2 separate regions of the Zea mays genome follow, and region 2 is linked to region 1. The links are chromatin contacts, called in public Hi-C maps. All regions are on one chromosome and are shown on one strand. Each heading gives the region's core, a stretch centred on a gene start, on an enhancer-like site or on the middle of the called end of the contact. The rest is flanking DNA. Distances are from core to core; before and after follow the strand shown.

Evidence for each region. A called contact is a pair of places that touch in the nucleus more often than the background predicts.
Region 2: a Hi-C map of leaf shows a contact between it and region 1, with 4 times the contacts expected there. The contact joins the promoter of LOC100278146 here to the promoter of LOC100383334 in region 1. A contact is called at or near these places in 2 of 25 Hi-C or Micro-C datasets (leaf and leaf mesophyll).

Annotation. Positions count from the first base shown.
Region 1 is chr2:175,653,330-175,658,571 of Zm-B73-REFERENCE-NAM-5.0, reverse strand. It overlaps LOC100383334 (UDP-Glycosyltransferase superfamily protein), which reads left to right and starts at 1,464. Exons shown (of 10, transcript NM_001175992.1): 1 at 1,464-1,675; 2 at 2,650-2,784; 3 at 3,076-3,213; 4 at 3,394-3,648; 5 at 3,925-4,079; 6 at 4,541-4,631; 7 at 4,729-4,845; 8 at 4,996-5,099. The coding sequence starts at 2,662.
Region 2 is chr2:176,194,855-176,200,287 of Zm-B73-REFERENCE-NAM-5.0, reverse strand. LOC100278146 (Protein SMG7) reads right to left here and starts at 3,152. Exons shown (of 8, transcript XM_008671874.4): 1 at 2,858-3,152; 2 at 2,413-2,517; 3 at 1,441-2,034; 4 at 1,235-1,357; 5 at 1-223. The coding sequence starts at 2,490.

The DNA of each region.
Region 1 (5,242 bases), core at 215-2,714:
TCTTTTACTATAGATATTTTAATCAAATGTTAACTTTAACCGAAGGAAATGAAATTTGGTGTAAGTTATATAAGCTCTATGGAGGCCCTGATAAAATTTAAAAACCTGTTGTGTAGGATCAAAGCAAATAAAATTATAGATGAAAATAAAAATTCTCTATCTCTACTAATATAAAGTCGGAGTTTCTCTTGCATCCTCCCATCTCTCTCCCCTCTCACTTGCGCAGAAATACCAAAAACCTTTAAAAGCTAGAGTTCATCCTATACCAATAATTAAAAATTATTCAAATGACTGATATTTAAAAATATATACTAATAATTAAAAATTAAAAATACAATCATGTTTGAATAAATATCTCATTTAAACAAAGTCTACCTATATAATATATATAGAAACTGTAGCAATGGACGGACAACTAACTACTATAAGTAAAATAATGAACTATCAGATAATTATGATTATTAAACATAGTTTAATTATAAAACTAATTATATAGATAGAGACTAAAAGAGAAGACGAATTTATTAATCATAATTAAACATATATTTAATACTCATAATTGATATTAAAATATTTGATCACACACTATACATGGATTGACCTGATCGACCCTCTCTTAGTCGCTCGGTATCTGTCTAGTCAGTCATCATCATGGGCGGAGCCTAGGCCCCGCTTGGCATGCCCGGGCTTCGATAGCCCAGCGACCCAACTATCTTAGTCTGACTATCCCAACGGGCCAACGGGTTATGAGCAATCCTAGCCGCGCGTCCCCATCTCTACGGCGCGCCCTCGCAGGCTCCCCGCTCCGCTGCTTCTTCCCGTCTCCATCGCTCCGTGCTCCTAGCCTCGAGCCTCCGCACCACGCCCGCTACTCGCTCCGGCGCTCCCGGTCTTGGGCCTTTGCGTCGCGTCCACACCGAGCACCGGCGGCACCTTGGTGTGCCGCACCTCCGCCTACCTCCACTTCACCAGTTCACTGGGAGCAGGAGCCATCTGCCGCCGCCATCTTCGGCGCTGACTCGGGCTCGAAGCTCCATCCCGCCTCCCGGTCTTCGCCGTCGCTCGGTAAGCCGGCAAAGGGTTCATCATGTTCTAAACAACTTGATGTATTCATGGTAACAAAATTCCAGAACCTATGAAACTATCTTTAGTTTAGGGAATGTTTGAATGAACTAGAGATAATAGTTAGTGGTTAAAATTAACTGGAGACATGCAAACATCCTAATTATTAACTATTTTTAGTAAATTAGTTAATAGTTAGCTAGCTATTTGTTACCTAGCTAATTTCACTAGTATTTTTAGTCAACTAATTATTAGCTTTAGTACATTCAAACACCCTCTAATTTTCTCTTACTTTTCCAATAGGTTATTTAAATCCATCCCGCACGTGCGCCATGTTATCCGTCAGCTTCCTCCTTGTGGTCGTGGTCGTGGCCCCGCCGTCCCGTGCGCCATTGCCAAGTCGAGGCACGCGGCCAGTGGTGCCCTCGTCATCGTCAATGAGCACCGACGCCGCGCCCCTCCTCCACTCCACCTGCACAGCGCCGCTCGCCCCCACACCCCAACCCAACCATCCGCTCCTTGTCGCCTTCCGACGCTGAGTTTGCTGGTGTCGATTTGCGCCGTCGGATGCTCGATCTGGCAGCCGCCTGTGCCGACCTACTCGTCGAATCCGGTGAGCGCTCGGCCTTCCTCTCTATCTTCTCTGTCCAAGAGAGGCCTCTGACGCCCGTTTACTTGCGGATTGGAGGAGGGTTTCCCTTTCGTTGGGTTGGGCTGCTGGTTTTGGGGGTCAGGAAAAGGAATCCCTTCGCCATGATATGGGATTGGGGTTCTATTGGAGCCCCCAAACCCCCGAATGGTAGTTTTATCTTATTTGTTATGGGTGGTGGTGTTCTTACTCTTTTGGGGATGCTCTACATTTTCACTGTTTGCACTACACTGCATCATAAAAGGGGTAGCATAAACGATAACCAGAATGTATGAATCGGTGGGCACTGCAAAGGCATGAAGCAAATTTCCACAAAATAATTGTTGAATCACATAGAAGAAATCAGACAAAAACAAGAGAATGAAAGTCACTCGAATTCAACTATGGTATGCTAGCTAGTGCAATAAAAGCCATGTTCTCAAACAGGTTACCTTGAGTTATGGGTAAAGCTATGTCTAAAGGAAGCCAGTTTATTGGAAACTAGCAGCTTGATCAAGAAGTGAACTAACTCTGAGATTTCCTTTTAGCAAGTAACACCACATGATATTCGTGTTAGCAAATGCACTTTATTTGAGGTTGCTAAAACTGGTGGGGTAGACCTTTTCGTTTCCTCAGGTTTGAATGAAACTAAACACATTGGTAGCAAAACAGAAGATATAAATAGAGGACTTTGGTAGCTGGGTGAATGAAAAATGGCTTTAGCCTTATGTGCAATTCTTGTTTGGTCTTTTTATGGTTGAATCCTCATCATGAGGTAATGCCTACTTGTAGTCTCTTTCATATTGTTGTTGGCATTGTAAGTTATTAGGCCATTTTACTGATGTAGGTTTAATATGTGGTGCATTATGTTGCTTTGCTCTGTCTTTTCCCCTTTTTAAAACCAGCAGTCTTGCATCATGCTATGCTTAATTTCTTTTTTTTTTGTTTTGGATTTTCAGTTATCTAACGTAATGGATGGGCAAGGCACAAAGCACAGGATTTTGATGGTGTCTGACTTTTTCTTTCCAAACTTTGGTGGGGTGGAAAGCCATATCTACTACCTGTCACAATGTCTACTTAAGCTTGGCCATAAGGTCCTATTTTCCTCATAAACTATATAGCTTTCTGTTTGCTTGCCGATTTTTTAGGATGTTAGATGCTCTTAACAAATATTCATCCAATAAACTAATGATTATTTTTTATCTCCAATCTGCTAATTTCATCAGATTCTTTACCCTTATCTGTGTTATACTAGACTTTTAGGATCTTGCATGTATACTGAGATGCTGTCGGACTGGACGACATGGACATGCATAGTAGATCATTAACTGTGAGCTGCCAGATTTTGAGCAATGTTTTGAACAAAATTTATGTGTTTTCCCTAGGTTGTTGTCATGACACATGCATATGGAAACAGATCTGGAGTACGATATGTCACAAATGGTTTAAAGGTCTATTATGTACCATGGAGGCCATTCCTGATGCAGAATACACTTCCTACACTATTCTTGACGTTTCCAATTGTAAGGACAATTATTATTCGAGAGAAGATTTCTGTCGTGCATGGACATCAAGCTTTTTCAACACTGTGTCATGAAGCATTAATGCATGCTAGGACAATGGGGTACAAAGTTGTCTTCACAGATCACTCACTTTATGGTTTTGCTGATGCTGGAAGCATTCACATGAATAAGGTGCTGCAGTTTACTCTTGCAGATATTGATCAGGCAATATGTGTCTCACATACAAGCAAAGAGAACACTGTCTTGAGGTCTGGGATATCTCCAGAGAAGGTTTTCATGGTTCCTAATGCAGTTGACACTGCAATGTTTACTCCCTCTCCCAAGCGCTTAAACTGTGATGAAATAGTTATTGTTGTGGTCAGTAGATTAGTATACCGAAAAGGCGCCGACCTTCTTGTTGAAGTCATTCCAGAAGTGTGTCGGCTATTTCCAAAGGTGAGCTTGAGCTACATCACAATTTAAGTCAAATAACCCAGGTGAATTATGTATGTACACACTAAGGGAAAACCTTCGTTATGCAGCATATAACAAACTTGATCACAAAATGTTTTAATCGGAACAAAGTCTATGACAGTACATTTTTATTGGACAGTAGAGTTTTGGCTGTTTTCATGAAGTTATCTTGCACCATTATTTTCTTGCTGTATGTACTGTTTTGGATTTAGTTAGTTGGTTGTGTGTTGCCGATTCACGACTCCATGGACTTGCCAGGTTCGCTTTATTGTTGGTGGTGATGGTCCAAAACGTGTGCGCCTTGAAGAAATGAGGGAGAAGTTCTCCCTTCAGGATAGAGTTGAGATGTTAGGAGCTGTACCTCATGCTCAGGTGCGATCGGTTCTGATATCTGGACATATATTTTTGAACAGGTAAATTCTTCCTACATTTTCGTCATTTCATGTTGAAAATCTTGTTTCTACTTTCTAGTGTGTTCATCTTCTTGATGGACATCAATCTTGATCCATTTAAATTTGGGATGCATTTTCTGCGTTAGCAATAGAACTTTTATGTTCTTGATTGAAGTGCTCTTGAATATGTTGTCCTAAAACACAAACTAGGAATATGATTTAATACACAAGTTTATTCATGGAAGTAATGGGGAGTTTTTTTTTTCTGAATTCTAAATATATTGAGATGGATCATGAGTTAACTGAAGGATTGTAATTTTTTGCTCATCTTGCATTACTTACCCCTATTGTCAATCATATACCATAATGCTGTAGAGAAACTAGATGATAGGAAATTTAATCTCTGGGACATGCAAAGGGTTTGATCATTTTATGTATACATGCTGTAAGTAACACTGAAATGTAACCTTTGTTATTTTTAGTTCACTCACAGAGGCATTTTGCATAGCCATTCTAGAAGCAGCTAGCTGTGGACTGTTGACAGTGAGCACTAGAGTCGGTGGTGTCCCTGAGGTATGTGGTTATGATCTTCAGTTTCTCCTTTGCAGAAAATCCCTACCTTGGTTAGCTGATTTTTCAGTTTCATGCAATTTATCATTTCTCTTTTCAGGTTCTTCCAGATGACATGATAGTACTTGCAGAACCAGCTCCTGGAGATATGGTAAGAGCTGTCAAGAAAGCCATCGACATGCTACCTGGAATAGACCCCCAGATTATGCATCTTCGGGTGAGCCTGAACTCTCAACATTCCTCAACTTATTTGAACTCTGCATTGTACCATTTCTATTGTGCTTATTTTGCATTAGCTTCTATTTAGTTGGAGTTTCGTGTGCAAGGTCCTTGGTATTGATTCAGCTTCTTCTGTTTTGGATCTTAGATGAAAGAACTTTATAGTTGGGACGATGTTGCCAAAAGAACTGAGATTGTTTATGATCGTGCAATGGAATCTCCAACAACAAATTTACTAGATCGCCTTCCTCGGTTAGTAAACACAAGATTTTGACAACTCATCTTGTTTCTTCAAATAGATTTTGTCAATGAAACAATATATATATGTTTTTGTGGCTACCATTGACTGGCTTATTCCATCATCCTCTCCTGTTGTCATGCTAAATATATTTACA
Region 2 (5,433 bases), core at 1,903-4,402, 540 kb before region 1:
TCGTGAAAAGAATTCCATTGAGCCTGACGAATCTTATATAGAAGGTCTTCAATGTATCACCATTATTGCACTCGCGTTCCCTTTCAGCTGTTTCTGCATTAACATCTTTTGGTTGAAACCTTACTTCTCCCCGTCCTCGGCCCCACCCAGATGGCCGTGGGGGTAATGTCTTAGTGCTAGGAACTTTGCTGTTGTCTGGCAGCTGTCCATAGCTTTGGCGATTCTACATAGGAAGTTGTAGAAGCTTAATAGCGCAAGTCTGGGAAATAAATCATTTATTTCATGACAAAACCATTTCTGTTTTTTTTTGATAAAAAAGTATTTTCTCTGTTAGTATTGTGTGTTACTCGAGAGTACGACACTAACATGACAGAAAATAGCAAATATTGACAACTATATGAACGAATAATTATAAAGTATAATCAAGGTTAGCAATCAACCTCATCTGTTGAACAGAAGAGTCAAGTACATGGATTCAAACAGATAAACAGCAAAATGTAACATTCTTTATGACAACATAGTACTAGGAGACTGAAATACATTGACACATGAATATGGAATACATATTCGAAATCATACTACCATTAGCTATTGACTAAATATGTTCATCTCGTAGAGCAAATGCATCGATTTCTCCAGGGTATCATGAACAATTAATCCTATATAAGCCACAAAGAAGTGATATCTCGGGCTATCGATATCAACCTGAATACTAACATTACAATTGAGAACATATAAATATAGATGTCTCAAAAACTATCTGTGCTTTGTTATACTAACTTATCGATCAGAGAAACTACTGTATGACTGAACGAACTAAACAAAGAAACATCTCAAGATCAATTAACATTATAAACATTAGTTTACATGCTAAAGTATTATGAACACAACAGCTGTATACACAGTAAAAGCTGAAGGACAAAGGAGAAAATAAACATTTGCTATGTATGAACCTGCAACTTTAGTGCCATTACAAGGCACCTACAGTATATATGGTTGTTCAAAGTGACTAAGTGCCAAGAGTTATCAGACATATCACACATCAGATGCACAGGAACAATTAAAATGCTAAACAGAAATCCAACCAGATTTTCATCCATCCGGTCTTCAGATATCATCAGACAAAGAACACAAGTTTGGCAGATAAGGGTTCAAGCAAAATTTTTATCTCATATCAAACTATACAATCTTACTGAAGGTGTCAGACATGAGCTAATGAAGATAGCACCAATACCTTTTCAAAAAGAATAATCAAGTTGTCCCGTGCAGTGGCAAAAGGAGTGTCTGCAGCTAAGCTTCGGAAGTACCTATAAACAGCCACCACCTCGTTGCCGGAGTAAGAAGCTAGTATAGCAAGCTGGAAATGGCATCAGCTATAATTAAAAGAGTGGGAATAGAGAATAAATAATTGAGTGAGCAAATATAGTAATGTGGTAAAACCTGATGATGAGGGTTGCCACTGGAAGGATAGATAGAAGCTGCCTCCTTGTAGTAACTAGAAGCCGCTGTGTATTCACGACTAGCAGAATCACCATCACCATTCAAACTCTTGTAACGAGCAAGATCTCCCAAATATATCAGACACCGATGGCATGAAATCAAACCTTTCTTCAATTGAACTGTTTTCATGTCATCTCGCACAGAGTTGTTTGCATTGTCAAGGCTGTCTGGAAAGTAATTGAGTGGAAGGCCCCAATTTGATTTGATCTTTAACATCAAGTCATGATAGAAGCCAGTTGCTTCTGAAAGGAAGCTTTTGAAGGCTGATTTAATTCTCTTGACTCGATCTGGGTTAGTGTTGCTCTTCCCACTCTGAGATGCAAGTGAGCTAGCTGCACTAATGTTCCTCCTGAAGTCCTCAATTCTTTTGTAATGCAACTGCCATAGGAGATACTCTACATCTCTCTGTTCAGAGAGGTCGTGATCTATGAGAATTATCTTCTCAAAGTTGTCACGCATCTGAAGCCATATGTTGGGATCTGATGGGACTTTGGATTGTGCGGACTTACGAAGCTGGTCTTCAAGTTCATTATTCTGCATAATAACATTGCAATGTCACAACTTTATCATTATGCTTTGCGTAAACATGATTATCAATTGCATTTCCTTGCCACATGGGAGAACCCAGAATACTAGCAAAGCTTGACTTATATCTGATGAACAATTAGCTCAGGGTATTCTTCTTTCTTAAGCAATTTATCAAGTAAACGAATTAGCCTATGTAAAGACATATAAACTATCCCAACTGCTCCAGAATCCACAGTACCCGACGATTAACATAAAACAAGCAGCGCCAGGCATCCAAAAAAACGTGAAAAGGCCAGGGGCATAGCGGAAACTATGGATCAAAAACCCATAGTGTCGACCAGTAGTATAACATCCTAAGGAACAAGAGGAACTAATAGCCTTTACCCTAGTAAGGAGACGCTCGGCAAGGTCCCGCGTGGAGGATGGGGCTGCGCTAGCACTATCCATGGGAACAGTCATCATCCATCAACAGTACACGAGTTTCAGCACCTGCAGCCAAATTACGAGCCCATGAGTCACCGACGAAAAGCAAACATCGCGCCAGAAAAGTACCAATCCAATCTCGAAAGCGAGTATCCGAGTCCCGACCCGAGCAAACGAAACCCTAATCCCCCTCCTAGACGCGTAGAAGGATGAATCTACGCGCCCGGCTACGATCCCCGGCGACCAGCAACAAATCCGCGGATCTCCTCAAATCCCGGTCAACCCGAGGCGGGTGACCGCGAAATCTCGGCTCAAAATCCACGGTTCCGCACCGGGAAAACTCGCGATCGGGTCCAAGAGGAGGACGAATCCAAGGAAATCGCGAGTTCTGGGGAGGAATTCGTACCTGCGCGTTGCTTGCTATCGCGACGCGAGCGAGTGGGGAGGGGAATTTGGGGGCAGATGGCAGAGCGAGGGAAAGAGGAAGAGGAGGAGGAGGAGGAGGAGGCGATTTCCTTGTTTGTTTGTCGTCGTCGCCGTGTTGGGATTGGACTCCCTCGGCGACGGAGAAATTTAACTTTTTGTCATTATAAAAAAACATCAACTCTGATTATTACTTTTATGACTGTCTTTATAGAGAGGAGTTTGAACTAATGGTTGGCCATTTTTTTGCACGCCGCGCCCGTCACGCCGAAGCCCAATCAGCACGTAGACGTGAAATGACGACGCTGCCCCTCCTGGTTCTAGACCCCTAGGGATTACAATGCAAGATTGCATGGACAGTTCTGTGGACCGGGTTCATAGCTCATTGCTCGGCTGGCTGTTCGATTCGGCGTAGAATAGCCAGCTCCACGCACGCGCCACGCCCTCAGCCCGGCCAGCTTGTTACTCCATCTGCTACTTCACCAGAGCCCCAGGAAGAGTTGTTGTTGGACGTGGCACAGGAGCAGCCACAGTGGCGCCGAGTGGGCGTGTGTGTCGCGCCAACTGTAGAGTGAGCGGCCTAGAGTGGAAGTGAGCCCAGTAGCTGTGTGGCTGTGGCCGTGGGCCGTGTAGTTGTGTTTGTGCCTCTTGTGAGGGGTATAAAAAAATGAGAATACAATCCTGTCCTCCTACCTCCTCTTCCCTCTCTATCTTCCTCCTTCCCATTCTTCCTCCTTACTAGTTAGGTACCCGTGCGTTGCGACGGCTCATAAATTCTCACAAATTACAAATCTAAATGTCATAGCCCAATACATACATGTTAGGTGTGTTTATATGCCATGGAAAAATCATTTCTATTTTTGCACATTGTCTCAAAACTCTAAAAAGCTATAACAAAAGAACATATCATAGTGTTCATGAAAAAAGGACACGTTGCGGACGGTAAATAAATTTGTTCATTTTGAAGCTATAGAAAGATGCATTTATTTATCATTTTGAAGCTATAGAAAGATGCAAAGTACATGGTAAAAGCCATTCTATGTGAAGAATGTGAAGGTTTCGTGTACTTCGATCTGCATTTGGAGCAATGTATTTGCCACCATCTCTATCCAGATCAAATTACAGCGTGAACTCAGTGCAATCATTAATCTGGCAAGCAAGTATTAATAAACATGACAATATCAACAAAAAAGTAAGTGTTAATTTTTTTATTTAGACTGATTGTAATTACTGCACACATCAAGCGTCCCCTAAAGTACATGAACAATACAACTAATTGAACAAAGTGAAAGTTATAAGAACAAATCTTAATCGTGGTATCTCTCATATAATCGTATTCAGAGCGCTTCAGCTGGAGTTGCAAAAGATGGGGGAATCAAGGAAAAGAATGTCCTTCCTCGCATCCTGCGATATCAAGATTGAATCCAGTCATGAGATACCGTAAAAAATAAACTATAGAAAAAGGTTATCATAACTTACAAACTTCCTTCATCAGTCTGTAAAAAAAGAACAGGAAGTAAAGGAATATCACATGCACCCTACATGTTCACCATATGGCTATACCGTGCAATAATTTAGTTGTTTCCTATCTTAGTAAATGAATACATTGAAGCTCACAAATAACATAAATATCTTGATCAATAGACCAACTCTATTTGGTTTTCATCTTAACAAACAACAAGATGGTTTGTTACCTGCAGACCATGATTCTTTGTGTGATCCTTACCACCCCTAATTGCAAGACCTCTAGCTCAAAAATAGCAAAACACTCCCCACTCCATGCAAGCAGCAAACACAGTACAACAAGTAAACAAAGCAAGTGGACAACGACACTTCATGGGCAGATTTAGGAATCTTCCCTTAGCTTAGGTCGACCCCTGACAATCTCTAGATGTCCCTAATCCCAATCGAGCATCGTAGTTATGAACCAACACTTTTCTTCCCTTCTAGAGTCAATGTGGCCCAGCTCAACTGAAGTTAAAGGAGGGTTTGGACCCTGCATAGAGCCCAAACATGAAACAATTCATTCAGCTATAACAAAAAAATCGGATGCAACTGGCAATAATCAAAATTTATGAATAATTACAAACCTTGTATATTCTATTGATTCGAAAATGCATGCAAACAAAATTATTCTTGTCACGAGTACACTACGCAGGTTCATGTTTGCTCTTGTGTTGGCAGTTTACCTACCCTAGTATAGTTTTGAAATATGAATATAATGGTAAGATATAAGTGGACCAGTCATGTCAATTTTATTGCTAGTTTAAAAAGTGTTTCTTTTCAAGGAATCTCTCTACTCAACAACATTTGGTTAGGACAACAGACTTGCAAATAATATTTTTGTTTGATGTTGAACAAAGGTTAGGGTACGAATGCCAATATGCAAGGATCTGTAAATAAATACATCTGCCGTTGCTTTCTAATTTTGACAGGTTGGTGTCATACACTACTTTTCGTTCTTGAAAGCTAGAGAGGAACTCGGCTGTGTACCTATAAGCTGTGGTGAGGCCTCACAAAGGATTAGCTGCAACGGTTTCCTTATGTTTCTATGTTTCC